Regions from separate parts of the Zea mays genome. Here all the other regions are linked to region 3. Evidence: chromatin contacts called from public Hi-C data. All regions are on one chromosome and are shown on one strand. The core of a region is the stretch at or near the end of the contact, and the rest is flanking DNA. Distances in the headings are between cores, read along the strand shown. Region 1 holds the start of LOC103627883 (phosphate transporter PHO1-2). Region 2 holds the start of LOC100192501 (acetyl-CoA C-acyltransferase-like protein). Region 3 holds the start of LOC542459 (formaldehyde dehydrogenase homolog 1).

The links. Hi-C and Micro-C count contacts between places; a contact is called where the count stands out from the background.
Region 1: a contact with region 3 is called in a Hi-C map of tassel, with 2.1 times the contacts expected there. The contact joins the promoter of LOC103627883 here to the promoter of LOC542459 in region 3. A contact is called at or near these places in 3 of 25 Hi-C or Micro-C datasets (bundle sheath, ear and tassel).
Region 2: a Hi-C map of ear shows a contact between it and region 3, with 2.7 times the contacts expected there. The contact joins the promoter of LOC100192501 here to the promoter of LOC542459 in region 3. A contact is called at or near these places in 2 of 25 Hi-C or Micro-C datasets (ear and tassel).

Annotation. Positions count from the first base shown.
Region 1 is chr5:223,479,127-223,483,498 of Zm-B73-REFERENCE-NAM-5.0, forward strand. LOC103627883 (phosphate transporter PHO1-2) reads right to left here and starts at 2,948. Exons shown (of 15, transcript XM_008648190.2): 1 at 2,443-2,948; 2 at 2,181-2,255; 3 at 1,656-1,947; 4 at 1,089-1,470; 5 at 779-827; 6 at 602-676; 7 at 360-489; 8 at 144-264; 9 at 1-52. The coding sequence starts at 2,685.
Region 2 is chr5:224,210,271-224,214,712 of Zm-B73-REFERENCE-NAM-5.0, forward strand. LOC100192501 (acetyl-CoA C-acyltransferase-like protein) reads right to left here and starts at 2,627. Exons shown (of 14, transcript NM_001137721.1): 1 at 2,456-2,627; 2 at 2,265-2,341; 3 at 1,699-1,783; 4 at 1,401-1,527; 5 at 1,180-1,278; 6 at 1,030-1,097; 7 at 829-936; 8 at 665-742; 9 at 317-449; 10 at 133-229; 11 at 1-20. The coding sequence starts at 2,542.
Region 3 is chr5:223,882,805-223,887,220 of Zm-B73-REFERENCE-NAM-5.0, forward strand. It overlaps LOC542459 (formaldehyde dehydrogenase homolog 1), which reads left to right and starts at 2,244. Exons shown (of 9, transcript NM_001112015.2): 1 at 2,244-2,341; 2 at 2,476-2,612; 3 at 3,076-3,122; 4 at 3,217-3,542; 5 at 4,158-4,240; 6 at 4,318-4,393. The coding sequence starts at 2,302. LOC100274347 reads left to right here. Exons shown (of 9, transcript NM_001365845.1): 5 at 1-20; 6 at 442-537; 7 at 616-686; 8 at 1,192-1,282; 9 at 1,387-1,877. The coding sequence ends at 1,503.

The DNA of each region.
Region 1 (4,372 bases), core at 1,698-4,197, 400 kb before region 3:
GGAGAGGTTGCACCCGTACAGGAAGACGTGCAGGCTGATGAGCGCAAACATGCTGCAGAAGCCAAAAAAAAAGGCCGTCAGCAAGGAGGTAATTAAGACTGCATACATCGTTGCATCGAGAGAGTTGGGGTTTCAGGAATTGCCTGAGGACATGGTAAACGATCTCCATGTAGGCTGTGTTTCCGGTCGAAGAGAAAATGCCGGCGACATGGGCTAGGACCGAGTATATGATGAACAGGGACACAAATGTGCCTGTGAACAGGCCTGGAACCACACACACAGAAGAAGAACAGTAAGAGCAAGTCCACCGGATCGAGAAAGTCTTATGAGCTAGAGCTAGGGCTGTGGCGGCGACTCGCCTACGAGGAAGGTGACCATGTGGGTGTTCCTGGGCTGCTGCGGCTTGAGGTACTTCATGGCCACCTTCCTGTCGTTGCCCGCGAAATGCCTCAAGAAGATGCACTCCACCTCGTCCGCCAGCTGAAGCACCTGCTCGACCACCAGACCAGGGTTAAATATATATAGATATAAATCCCTTTCTTAAGGAGTTCAGGCACTAGTTGCTTTGTTCAGACAACAGCTAGCTGGATGTATGGTATACCTTGTCAGAGCTGCTGAACGGCGACCTCTTCACCTTCTCTGAAAACAGGTCTCCTTTCCGATGCTGCTCCGACACCTGCTGGAATGCAGAGAATGAGTTTCTTGGTTTGGTACACACAGCACAGCACAGCGTCAGCGTGTGGGTATCTGGATTCTGGGTGAAGGGCAGATCCAGCACCTTGACGAATTTCTTCAGTATTTTGGTGAAAGCCTTCACGTTGAGGGAGCTGCATCCATCCATCCACACCACACAGAAGATACGCCACACATATGAAACAAGAAAAGAAGTGCTTGACAATCCATAATCGCACAACAAAAGCCCCACTTCAGAATAAACAACACGAGAAAAGGACAGGTTTAGTGCAATAGAATAAACTGGTGCGAGTGCATGGCTCCTGTACTGTCGGTGGTGTAGTAGTACGTGATCAGTGATCTACACTCACTTCACAGTCACATGCTATGCATTCAAAACCAACCTATTTATATACCTGAACTTCTTGAGGAGGTCGAGGCCGCGGTAGAGGGCGAGGAAGGCGTCGCGGATGCTCTTCTCGGCGTGCTGGACCTTCTTGCGGTGGACGAAGGCGGCGGCGGGGTCGGCGCCGTCCTTGCGGAGCACGTTGACGAGCTCCTCCCACACCTTGAGCGCGGCCCGGCCGGGGCTGGTGGGCGGGATGTCGATGCGCACCGTGGCCGGCAGCTGCAGCAGCGCGGCGCGCCCCATGAGCTGCTTCCCGCTGCCGTCCTTCTTGGCCTTGCCCAGCCCGCCGCCCACGAAGCTCACGCCGTTGCGCTCCAGCGCCGCCATCACCTCCTCCGCCACAGCCGCGCCCTCCGCCACGCGCGCCTGCTGCAGCTGCACGCTCCCGTCTGCATGCGGACATGCATGCATGCCATGTCAGCAGCAGTCACGCACGCCACGTGCGTGCCGGCATGCATATGCATGCGATCAGCAGTACGTAAATTAAAAAAAAGGGCGGGTGGGGTTCATGTGATGGACATGGACGTGCCTGCCGGCCGGTGTGCAGTGCAGACGTGTCTATCTAGCTAGCTACCTGACATGGACTGCGGCGACGAGGCCACGAAGGGAGAAGAGAGGAGGTGCCGGCCGCTGTTGGAGCCGTCCACGGACGGCGGCGACGAGTTCCCGCCGGTCCGGGCGAGCCGCGCGCGGCCGCGCCGGGACGACGCCGCCGCGTGGTCGGCGAGGATCCGCTTGACGTCCGCCAGGATGCGGAGCTGCTCGATGAGCGCGTCGCCGCGCGCCAGCATGTCCGCCTCCTGCGCCGCGTAGAACTTGTTCACCTTCTCCAGCTCCTCGTCCGCCCTCTCCACAAACTCTTGCTCCTGCATGCGCATAAGTATATGTACGACATGACATGGGTAAACAATTAACAAGCTAGCTAGCCGTGTGTAGTTACTGTAACTTTCTTTCTTTCTTTCTTTGTTTTTCCCTGTCCTACTTTGTTCAATCCATAACAGCTAATTAAATATAGAATGATAGTACTAATAATGAATATTACGACTGTAGTAGTAGCTAGATGATCGATCCATGGAGATCAAGGGCGAGCACTGCATACATGCTTGTCCGTGGCTCTCACGAGCTCCCCTGAATCCGATTCCAAGCTCCTCAAGGCGTCGTCGCTGCCGCCCTCCTGCGCGCAACGCAAGCGGCCGGACGCGTCAGAAACACTCGACGACCGGTCGGTCTGCGGCGGCGACGACGTACGTACGTACGTACACGAGCACGACCGACACAACAACGAACAGTATGTAGCACAAGCGAGCGCCGGGCGGCTGGGGCGAGCGAGAGAGAAGCTAAGGGCGACGGCGACGACGTACTGGCGAGGCCGGGGGCGTGGCGTTGTTGAAGTGGGAGGCGAGGGCGCGGACGGGGTCGAGGACGGAGAAGCCATAGGTGGTGGTGGTGGCGTCGTCGTGGTCGTTGCTGGTACTACGGGCAGCGCGGTCGCGGCGGGCGATCTTGATCCTCTTGACGAGCTTCTTGAGGCCCTTGTAGTCGACGAAGGCGGCCTTCCACTCGGGGATGATGCTGGCCTCGTACTCCCGCGAGAACTTCACCATCGTGGGATCCGCCTCGAGGGGTCGACAGGGACAGGGACCGGTATGTAGGAGTGGTGGCGGAAGCAACCCTGCCTGGCGCGCGGCTTATATAGGTGGAGATGGATATGGAGGAGGAAGAAGAGTGGTTTGCCGCTCGCTAAGAGAGAGAGCTAGTGCGCCTGTGCGTGGTGCTGCGAGGGCAGCCTACGTACCTGCTAGGCTAGCCTAGCCCAGCCAGCCAGGGGATAACAATATTAGGTCGATGCAGGGGAGAAATTAAATAAAGGCGAGCAGCAGTGCAGTGCAAAGAAAGAAAGAAAGAAACTGGTGGAATGTGCATTCTGGATGCGTGTTGCGCTGCTTCGATCTAGTGGAGATCGAGCTTGCACTTGCAGTTCATTATTCATGCTGCGCATGCTCCCACAATGCCCTCAATCACTCTCTCTATCTCTCTCACTCACACACACACATGACATATGCATGTAAAAAAAAAAACAATACATATAAATATTTTTTTTTAAAAAAAAATGCTGGTGTCCAAGGCAATGCGTAACTATAGATAGAGATACCGTACGCCGCTGAAAATACAGATACACATGTATCGATAGTGATGAATTGCGTGCTGTGAGTTGATGGGTGCTTTTATTTTGCTTGTTGGCATAAGAAAGGAAAGTGGCCGGGGGGCGGGGGCTTTCGGTTGTGCGTTCCGCGCCATCTTTCTGGCGAAAAGACAGGCGCGCGCGGATCCATGGATGGCATGGCATGCATTGGGCATCGCGAGAAGTCTGGGACTGCGTTTGCCTCTTAGCCATTGCGTTTGCGTCCCAGGAATTCAGCAGGGCCGGCCGGGCTCTCGAGTCTGGTCTGGTCTCTACGCAACGCCTGCAACTGCTAGCTGCTGGCTTCTGGCTCATCGTCGTCATCAGCAGCGTGCTCATCTTATATCTTGTTTATCAAAGTTAAGCAACGCCTGTTAACTAGTGCGGTGAGCTAGGACCAGCACAATCAGAGAGGAGGTACCAGGTGCTGGTGGTGCGGTGGTGCCTGGTGCGTGCATGCAGCCGCCCACACCGGCGGCGAGGCGAGGCTCTGACGTGGCGGTGACGCCGCGACAGCATGCGCACGCGCACCTGAGTCCTCTTCGCAGAAACTACTATGACTGAGCTTCATTAACCGTTAGTTAGCTCGTGGGATTAGATTAAAATTATTTTTGCGTTTCGCACGGGTTTTAGCGTGCATGTGTGTGTGGTCGGCGGATGCGGATGCGAGCACGAGCAAGAGGGTGAAAAAGCGGATCGCGGAGGAGTAGTATGCCAACAACCCGGATGGTGACACGACGCTGGACGACGAGCGAGTGTTCTGACTGCTGATGTGTTGCAGCGTCCCGCAACCGAAAGCACGACATACTACTGCAGTGAGCGCAGACCAGGATGGGGATGCTAACGAACGATCCAGACATCGCGTATGCATGCACGGTGGCGAGGGGACGAACATAAAACAAAGATAAAACGGGAAAAATATCTTATCTGCGGTTTCAACTTAAAATCTAATAATTGTACCTGAATCGGTATCTCGATCGAAAACCCATATAACTCAGTCGAACGACCTATGTGTTGAGCATCAAAATAGGCAGAGCGGACAGTCCGGTCCTAAGGCCGAACGGTCCGCAATCAGTACAGTCCGCGACAGTAGCGCGGATGGTCCGCAC
Region 2 (4,442 bases), core at 1,377-3,876, 330 kb after region 3:
CTCCAACAGCCGCAAAGCTCCTAATAGACGATACCAAGCAGCGTTAAATGTAACAAGGAATTGAGCAAAATGTGTCTGAACATCGACGACAAACACAACGTGGACTAATCAAGATAGGGCAGATTGGGCAACCTGAAAACACCAAGAATGGGCAGCCCTTTCTTCAGAGCCACAGATCTTTTCATGAGAAGAACAGCTCCAGCACCATCACTCACTTGACTGGAATTGCCTACACAGTTTGATTGGTTTATCAGATAACGTTTCAGCAGAGAAAAAATCTAGCTGCAAAAGGAGGGTCACCAGAAAAAAGCAATACCTGCAGTTGTAGTCCCATCCTTTTTAAAAACTGGTTTCAGTTTCGCCAATCCAGATGCTGTGGTCCCTGGCCTAATCCCATCATCAACTGATATCACAACTTCCTTCTCCTCTCCAGTTTTAGGATCAACGATCTGCAGAATATGGAGTGTTAGCAAACGCTCGAAATAATACATATCAAAGAACTCTTCTGTTCCTAGGTAACCAGATTGATAATTTGGTCAGACAACAAGCACATTAGTTACTTGTATAAGTTGACATAGTTACAAACTACTTTAACTAAAGTGGTTGCTAGTTTCTACTTGAAAGAAGTGGGGGGAGGGGGGAGAAGAGTTTCAATCCATCTTACCTTTGTTGGCACGGGGACGATCTCATCCTTGAATTTTCCAGAGGCCGTGGCTGCAGCAGCTCTCCTATGAGACTCAGCCTGACAAAAAAAAGCTTTAGTTGTTATATTAACCGGAAAACCCCAGATAATTAATTCATACAGTCGATGCTTAATGAGGAACTCACGGCGGCCTGATCTTGCTCTTGCCTGGTTACACCATATCGATGGGCAACATTTTCAGAAGTAATTCCCATGGGCAGAAGACAATCCTGTGCTTTCTGGAATGCGCTTATCTGCAAGGAGAGAGAAAAATGTGTTACGAGAGTTTCCTTTTTGTGTAAAAAGGAAAAAACTATTTCAATTTACATTGTGGTTATAATCCTTACTTTTGGGTTAACTTGTCCTTCCCAAGCAATGGAATTTATGGACATGGATTCCAAACCAGCACCAATCCCTGTTTAGAGGGAGAGCAGCGATTCAGCAGCCAAACTAAAGCACAAGAGCGAAAGTAGCATGTATATTCAGATACTAAGTACCTATGTCATAGTAACCAGCCTTTATAGCAGCTGCGACATCAGCTACTGCCTGTAGCCCAGATGAACACTGGCGGTTGACAGTTCTAACAGGGACGGTTTCTGCAACAACAACATCATCATGGGATGCATCATTATCTCTTCTTTTTTTGTCCACCAGAAGATAGGATCGTCTTCTTCATATTAGGTAGCATGCATGATCGTAAACAACAGTTATCAGTTACCAGGGAATCCAGCAAACAACGCAGCCATCCTGCACTCGTTTGCACGCTGGGAACCAGGGCCAAGCACCGTCCCAACGACGATGTCACCGATGTCAGCTGGATTGATTCTAGTGTTGTCCAGAACAGCCTGGACGGAAGGGAAACACAAAGGTAACAGAACCGATGAGTGCGTTCAAGTCGGTTGCGATGGGAACTCTCACCGTCTCACGCATGATTGTCAAGCATGGTGAGCCACTTGATGTGAAATGGGAGCAGAGAGAGAGAAATTAAAAGACAACAAAAGGGAAGGGAAGGGAACCTTGAGAACAACAGTGAGGAGGTCCTCTGGGTAGGTGTCCTTGAAGCCTCCTCGCTTGGCCTTGCATATCGGCGTCCTGTAGGCACTGCAGTGACACGCACGCCGTACGCATTATTTCTTCGGTAGATACAGTGATGGTGCGAGCACTAAAACAGCAGAGCCTAGCTAGTGATTCCCTCACACAAAAGGAATGCACACGTAGGTCGACTTCGAAGGTTCTTTTCTTTTTTGTCGAACCGAATTCAAACAGATTTGACTAGCTTGGATGTGCATCTGTGCGTGGTTTCCTTGACGGTTGACGCTATGACTATCAATCGTAAATTAAGTCGGCTTGGGTGATAGCCTAGTAGTACGTATGTTACAGTACAAGGTAATTAATTAATAATAAATATAAGCAGGTTAGTTAATTCGTTGAGTTTCCCCGTCGCCGAGGCCGAACCAGGCCTGAATTAAGTTATCGAGCAGGATCACATAAGGAGGAAAGGAACAGAAAAGGAAGAAAAGAGTATATCGGAGAGAGAGAGAGAGGGGAGGAACCGTTGGAGGCAAGAGGGAGGGAGGCTTACGCGACGACGACGACATCGTCCCCGAAGGAGGAGGACCTCTGGTAGGCGGCGCTGTCCCCGGCCGCGCACGCCGACGCCTGCACCGTCACACAGACGCAGCAGGGAATCGATCAGCCAACCCAATTCGATCGGATCCGATCCAGTCCGTGAGAATGAGAGGGATGAACAGAGCAGCAGATCGGGACGCTCACCGCAAGCTGAGGCTGCGAGGAGGCGGCGGAGGGGGAGGGGAGGAGGTGCGCCAGGAGGACCCGCTGCCGATCGATCGCCTTCTCCATGGCTGGGTTGGCTCGCTTCGCTTTCGCTTGCCGGCGGGCGTCGTGGTTATCCAAGGAGACGGAAGCGGACGGCCGGACGCGGTTGCCGGGGAGGGTCTGGAGAATTGATTGTTCTTTTTTTCCCTCTCTCTCAACCTCTTATCGGCGCCGCGCCGGCACGTCACCGCCACGCCACCGCAGTATGGACGGGCTGGCACGGATCTCGATTGCACTCGGCAAGATCAGGATCACACGCACCAGTCCATCCATGCCCCATGCCATGACCCTCTAGAAGTAGAAGTGGCCTTTGCTTGCACGTTTTAGATACGTGTTTTTTTTTTCTTTTCTTTTTGCCATTCTCGATCGGTCACTCCACCGTTTGTACCGTCTTCTCGTGATGTTATTTATTTATTTATTTATCATATCAATGGATCTCAATTTGGGCTGCTCCATATATTGCCTCAGACTAACGGTAACGCTGCCCCTGGGCAGCCCCCGCCCCTTGCATGTCGTCTGTAAGGGATACTCTACGGCCGCAGCGGTGTCCCTACAGCGCCCCTACGTGCCGGCCCTCTTCTCTTTCCCCCAGATCTAGCGTGTCACTATTCATCCCCTAAACACTATGCTGTTGGTCCACGAGTAATTGTTAGTAGATAAAAATTTGATAGTTGATATAGAAAATGATATTTTATAGTTGTAGTGGGGTATAAGGGAAGTATTTAGGGAGAACCGCTACGGAAGATGAAAAAATAGGGGAAAAATTTAGGGATAACGGTTGCGGATAGCCTCAGGTATAACCGCTTAAGTGCATGTACGGATCCCGGTTTGGTTTTCGAGAAAGAGACAACTACAAAATGCAATCTAAGTTTCTAGATTTAATAGATAGTTGAGTTATTCACTTTGAATTAAAGCCATCTTTTTGAACTACTATGACTGTAATTTATAGAAACAAAATATTTATAGAAACAAAATACTGTAAAAACAGTAGAAAACGGTACGAACTAAAGCCAAACGAATAAGCTGAAAATATATAGCGAATCGTGTAAAAACTCTTTGTTTGATTTTTTGCTTACCTCCTTAAAACCCTCAAGAGACCCTCTAATTAATAGCGTTGTACGTGCCCTAAGACCGACAACGTTCTATGTTTCTTCTCTATATTCCTATTAATGTTCTTTGGGCCAAACACCAAAAGAACCTTATGCCTGTCCGCGTGTATGATCTTGGGGTCCTTGCTGCAGGAGTGTGGACCATTCGTACTAGGTAGCTGGAACGTCGGTTTTTAGGCGACAAACCATTCGTAATGTGCGCAAAGAACTTTGATAAAACTAAGATCTCTCGTTTCAGGAGGGACCTCATTGGGGAGAAAAGATCTTGGGTTGCTTTGGCATCGACAGGTCATCCAAAGCTCCTCTAAATGACGTAGAGTCGAAGGAGGTAAATATTGGAGATTGGAAAACTGAACAACTAATGCGTAATATAAATAAGAAAAAAATCTGGATTTTGGTTTGGCTGATGTGTGTTTCAATATGTCATACCCCTTCATACATATAGTGGAAGGTATGGACCCATTTCTAGACGAAATGCAACAGTTCATATGAGTTTGTTAGGGTATCCACGCACGGGATAAGGACTCTAGCCTAAATTAATCTGATCGCAGACCGTTCAAGCTGCCATACCGAACCGCCTAGGCCACATGACCAGACCATTCGGTTGTCCAAGTGCCAAATTTGGTGCTCAACAGATGCTCCTTAACTTTTGGTGGAGTTTGGTGAGCTAAAAACACTTGGTCCCTTACATATTTTCTAAAAGTACAACATAATGTGAGAATACCTGCTTTCTAAGCATCCTGCCACATACTGGGATTGTATTGTTTTAGGAAACGACCATTCAATGTTTTAGGTAACTTATCTCCTAGTAATGT
Region 3 (4,416 bases), core at 994-3,493:
ACCAGGGAGAACTCAAAAAGGTTAGCTACTTGCTCACGCTCTAGCCACCCGGCTATTAGTTGCTTTCAACCTTATACCTGGCTAACTACTTGATGATATGACCAAATTTGATACCTTGTTGATGCTATTTGCTATGAGTGGGATCAGAGATTAAAATGGTTCCACGTACCTTCACAAATCATGTATGCTCTGACCTTGGCATATGATTTATATATAAAGTTCAGGCCACCAATTGCCTGTTGTCTTTTTGCTAAAAAAATTGGTTCCACATAAACATATCTTCTTTCTTTCTGTTTTATAAAAAGTTGATTCCAGCATGGCCAATTTATCACTACTGAAATCAATGCATTTTTTCTCTGCATCATTGCTAATTTACCTTTTATCGGCTATTGTCAAGAGATTAAACCACAGGGCATGTGCAAATGTAACATGATTTTGTAGATTGCTGAAACAATGATCAAGAATGGTAAGCTGCTATCGAAACACCCAGTGGTTCAATCTGATGTTCAGGCTATGAAAGAAAAAAGGAGACTAAAGGTAATTGCTTCTAAACACTTTAATGACCCTTATGTGAGCTGTGAACATGGTTTAAGTCTCGTCCTTTGCTCCTGCCAGTTTGGAGAACTTGAGTTCGGAGTGACTGCTCAAAGTGCCACTATCGGTTCTGCAGTAGCGGCAATTTTTGGGTAACATTCAAACTAACACAAAATTTCATATTCTGAAAGTATAATTTGGTTTCACTAGATTGATATCGGTTAATTCTCAAGTATGCATGTGAATACATATGGAAATACAATAGATGCGTGGTATGAAGTTGATGCTTCACTTCATGTGGCTACATAGTTTATGCCAACATGATTTGTGATTTGTCGTCAAAAGATTCTCCAAAGTTATCTGCAACTAGTTAACACCATTTATCAAATGGATAACCTAGCTGTGCCCTTGATTGGTAGAGGGTAGAATTGGGCTACATTTTCCCTTCTGTTTTCTTGTCACGGTTAGAGGGTAGAATTGCCCCCTGGCATCGAAACGAGGTTCAAAGTTCAAACGCTGGTCAACCCATTTCTTTCTGTAAAGAATTCACCTCCACATAATTTTGTGTTATCATTGGACTGTCATACTGTTTGGTTTAGCGCATCTGTGATATTAGAAAGTAAATACATCTGATCTGACACTTGTTACTTGATCCAGATTAATCTCATGGCAACTAGCACGAGGCGTGCAAAGTATTCCTGACAATACAACGCAATACACAAATGACAATGCACTGCAGTTGGCCAAGGTAATAAAACATAGCTTACCTGAATATTACAAAGTTCAGTTAACTTGTGAGTTCTATTCGACCTTCCAGCTAACTTCTTCCGTACCTTTTTCTTCCAAAAACAGTCGCTCAAGACCGCACTGCTTGTTCTTGGCTACACATCTACCGGCCTATCCTTATTCGCGGCTTTTGGGCTGCTGTTGCTAGCCCAGCAGATTAACTCTGAGAACAAATCGGAGTAACTGACAGGCACTCGCTGAAGTTGTGGACCTCATGCCTTGCCTTTCTATGCTCCAATGAGGCAAACGTTCATAGGGAATTGCATACACTGGGACCTTGTGTGTATCAGTGCATGCAATGTTCTGTATAAAAATAAAGAGCCAATTGTTTGTGATTACGGATAAAATAATCGGTGGAGATATTGAAGCAAACATGGAAGTCAGCCTGGGACTGACTGAAGAACAAATTGTTAGTGAACGCAACAGGGAACTGCTTGTATTCAAAATTGTGCTTTCGGAGTGTGGTACTGCTGTTACTCATCAAAACTGAAAAAAATCGTTCTTACCATCATAATTAAGTATGATGAATGAGTATATATTCTGCATGGTTTTTTTTTCGCGAGGAAGAGCATGATCTTTCCTATGAATCTGCAAGCTCAAAAACAAGAAACCACGCATGAAGCAAGAGTTGACGGTATCTTTTTTTAATCCAAAGCTGGGTACCACGTATCCTTAATTAATTATGTTCCGCGTGAATCTCTTTTCTTTTTCGTTACTTAAAAGAAAGAAATAAAATTCTCTATACGAATCTCATACTGATCTGCCAAGGTGGCCATGTCCCAATAATGTGGGGAGCCCGATTCGGTATTTTTTTTTGGAAGCCCAAGTCCAGAGCGGGCCCAGTCCAGTTCATCCTCCACCTGCTCCGCCGGCTGCTCTTCTTCTCCCCTCTCGCTATATCCCCGGGGACCTCACAGCCACATCTCTCCACTGCTCCGTCCAGCGCGTCCACCTCCCAAACCCCTACTCCCCCAGGAAGCAATGGCTTCCCCCACCCAGGGCCAGGTCATCACCTGCAAAGGTAACCTGCTTGATCTTGTGTGCTCCTGCTTCTTCGCATCGGTAGGGGTAGCAGTTTCCTTGTATTGTTCGTTGTTCGTACGACGTTCGATTTGATCTGGCGTGAGGGGGTTCATGGCTGGTCTGTGCGTGCAGCGGCGGTGGCGTACGAGCCGAACAAGCCACTCGTGATCGAGGACGTGCAGGTGGCGCCGCCGCAGGCCGGCGAGGTCCGCGTCAAGATCCTATTCACCGCGCTCTGCCACACCGACCACTACACCTGGAGCGGCAAGGTGTTGTCTTGTTCTCCTAACTTACTCATGCTCGTTTGGTTTTTTTTCTTCCAATCTAGGGTTCTTGAAATTCTACGAAATGGTCACTCACTCTGGTGGGTGTAGTAGCCATTGGCAAATGGCAATCCTGACGCTGATGGACAGTCGCTGTTCTGATATAATTTGGCGTTTTGGTCGTATTTTTGTCACTTCATCTTGTGGCTATGTTCCTAGAGTTTTATAGACTGGTTGATAAAATAATGATTCTAAACAAATACAAGGATTTGATGGCGCACTGTAAGACTTTTTCCTACTTTCCCTCACTAACAGGGGATGGTGCCATCAGCTGTAACGTAAGAATATTGCTGAAACTTGGTATTGTTAGTTAGACACATGCTGTGCAATTATAGTAGGTATTATTTAGTTGACCATGTGGTCATGTTAGAACACTAGAACGATATTAATACCTCCGTTTTCTATGCAGGATCCTGAGGGTCTTTTCCCTTGCATTCTTGGCCACGAAGCTGCCGGGTAATAAGTGTGTGTGTATTTGCTTCAGTTCTATACACGAAGTAATTCATCGTTGGGCTGTGATGGACAATTTTTCTTTTACTTGTCTTAATAGAATTGTGGAAAGTGTCGGTGAAGGAGTAACTGATGTGCAGCCTGGGGATCATGTCATTCCTTGCTACCAAGCAGAATGCAAAGAATGCAAGTTTTGCAAGAGCGGAAAGACCAACCTCTGTGGTAAGGTCCGGAGTGCCACAGGCGTAGGTGTCATGATGAATGATATGAAGAGCAGGTTCTCTGTAAATGGAAAGCCCATTTACCATTTCATGGGGACATCAACATTCAGCCAGTACACTGTGGTGCATGATGTCAGTGTTGCAAAGATCAACCCACAGGCACCCTTAGATAAAGTCTGCCTGCTCGGTTGTGGTGTTCCTACTGGTATGTTCTTTTCATGTATGTTTACTTGCTTTTATATTTAGGATATAAATTGCTAATTCAGGACACATATTTGTCCGCATTGTTTTGAGGATTCCTTGATCCTCAGGAGTCAGGACAGTTATCCTGTCATACATATTGTTGTGTGGCTTAGTGCTAAGTATCTTTGCATGTGATACTTATATATTTGTCTGCCTCGGTGTATTGCTGTATACTTTATTACTACCAATGTTTCTCTCTCATTGTTTATGCCTAAACTGCAATAGTTAGCACCAATATTTTCTTAACATGCACAATCACGAAGACATTCTTACATTTGTTCATGATCCATGCAACTAGCAAAAAGTTGGTGGTTTTAATCTCATGCAGAAACTCGCATGCCATTTCTTTTTGTGTCTTTGTGATGACGCAAAAATCCCTGTTTTTATTCTGTGAAATGAATTGATTATGAAAAACCATACTGCTGCTAGCCTGCTACACTGATTGAACTACTGACAACATGTTTAGCAGCTTCACACTTATACATATCTTTTCTCGTTATCCTCTAAATATTTTCCTATAATAAGTGGTATTTAGTTTGTCCATAGTCCATACATCTGACAAAGTTTAATCATCCAGGTCTTGGAGCGGTGTGGAATACTGCAAAGGTTGAATCTGGCTCAGTTGTTGCTGTTTTTGGCCTTGGAACAGTTGGACTTGCAGTAAGTTTCTCTTATTAGGTCATTGTCATAAACCTGAGTTAGTGGGTAGGATTTTGACTTCTGAGTTTCTCCTTTAGGTTGCTGAGGGAGCAAAAGCTGCTGGTGCTTCTCGAGTTATTGGCATTGACATCGACAATAAAAAGTTTGATGTTGGTATGGTTTACGTCCTCCGCAAT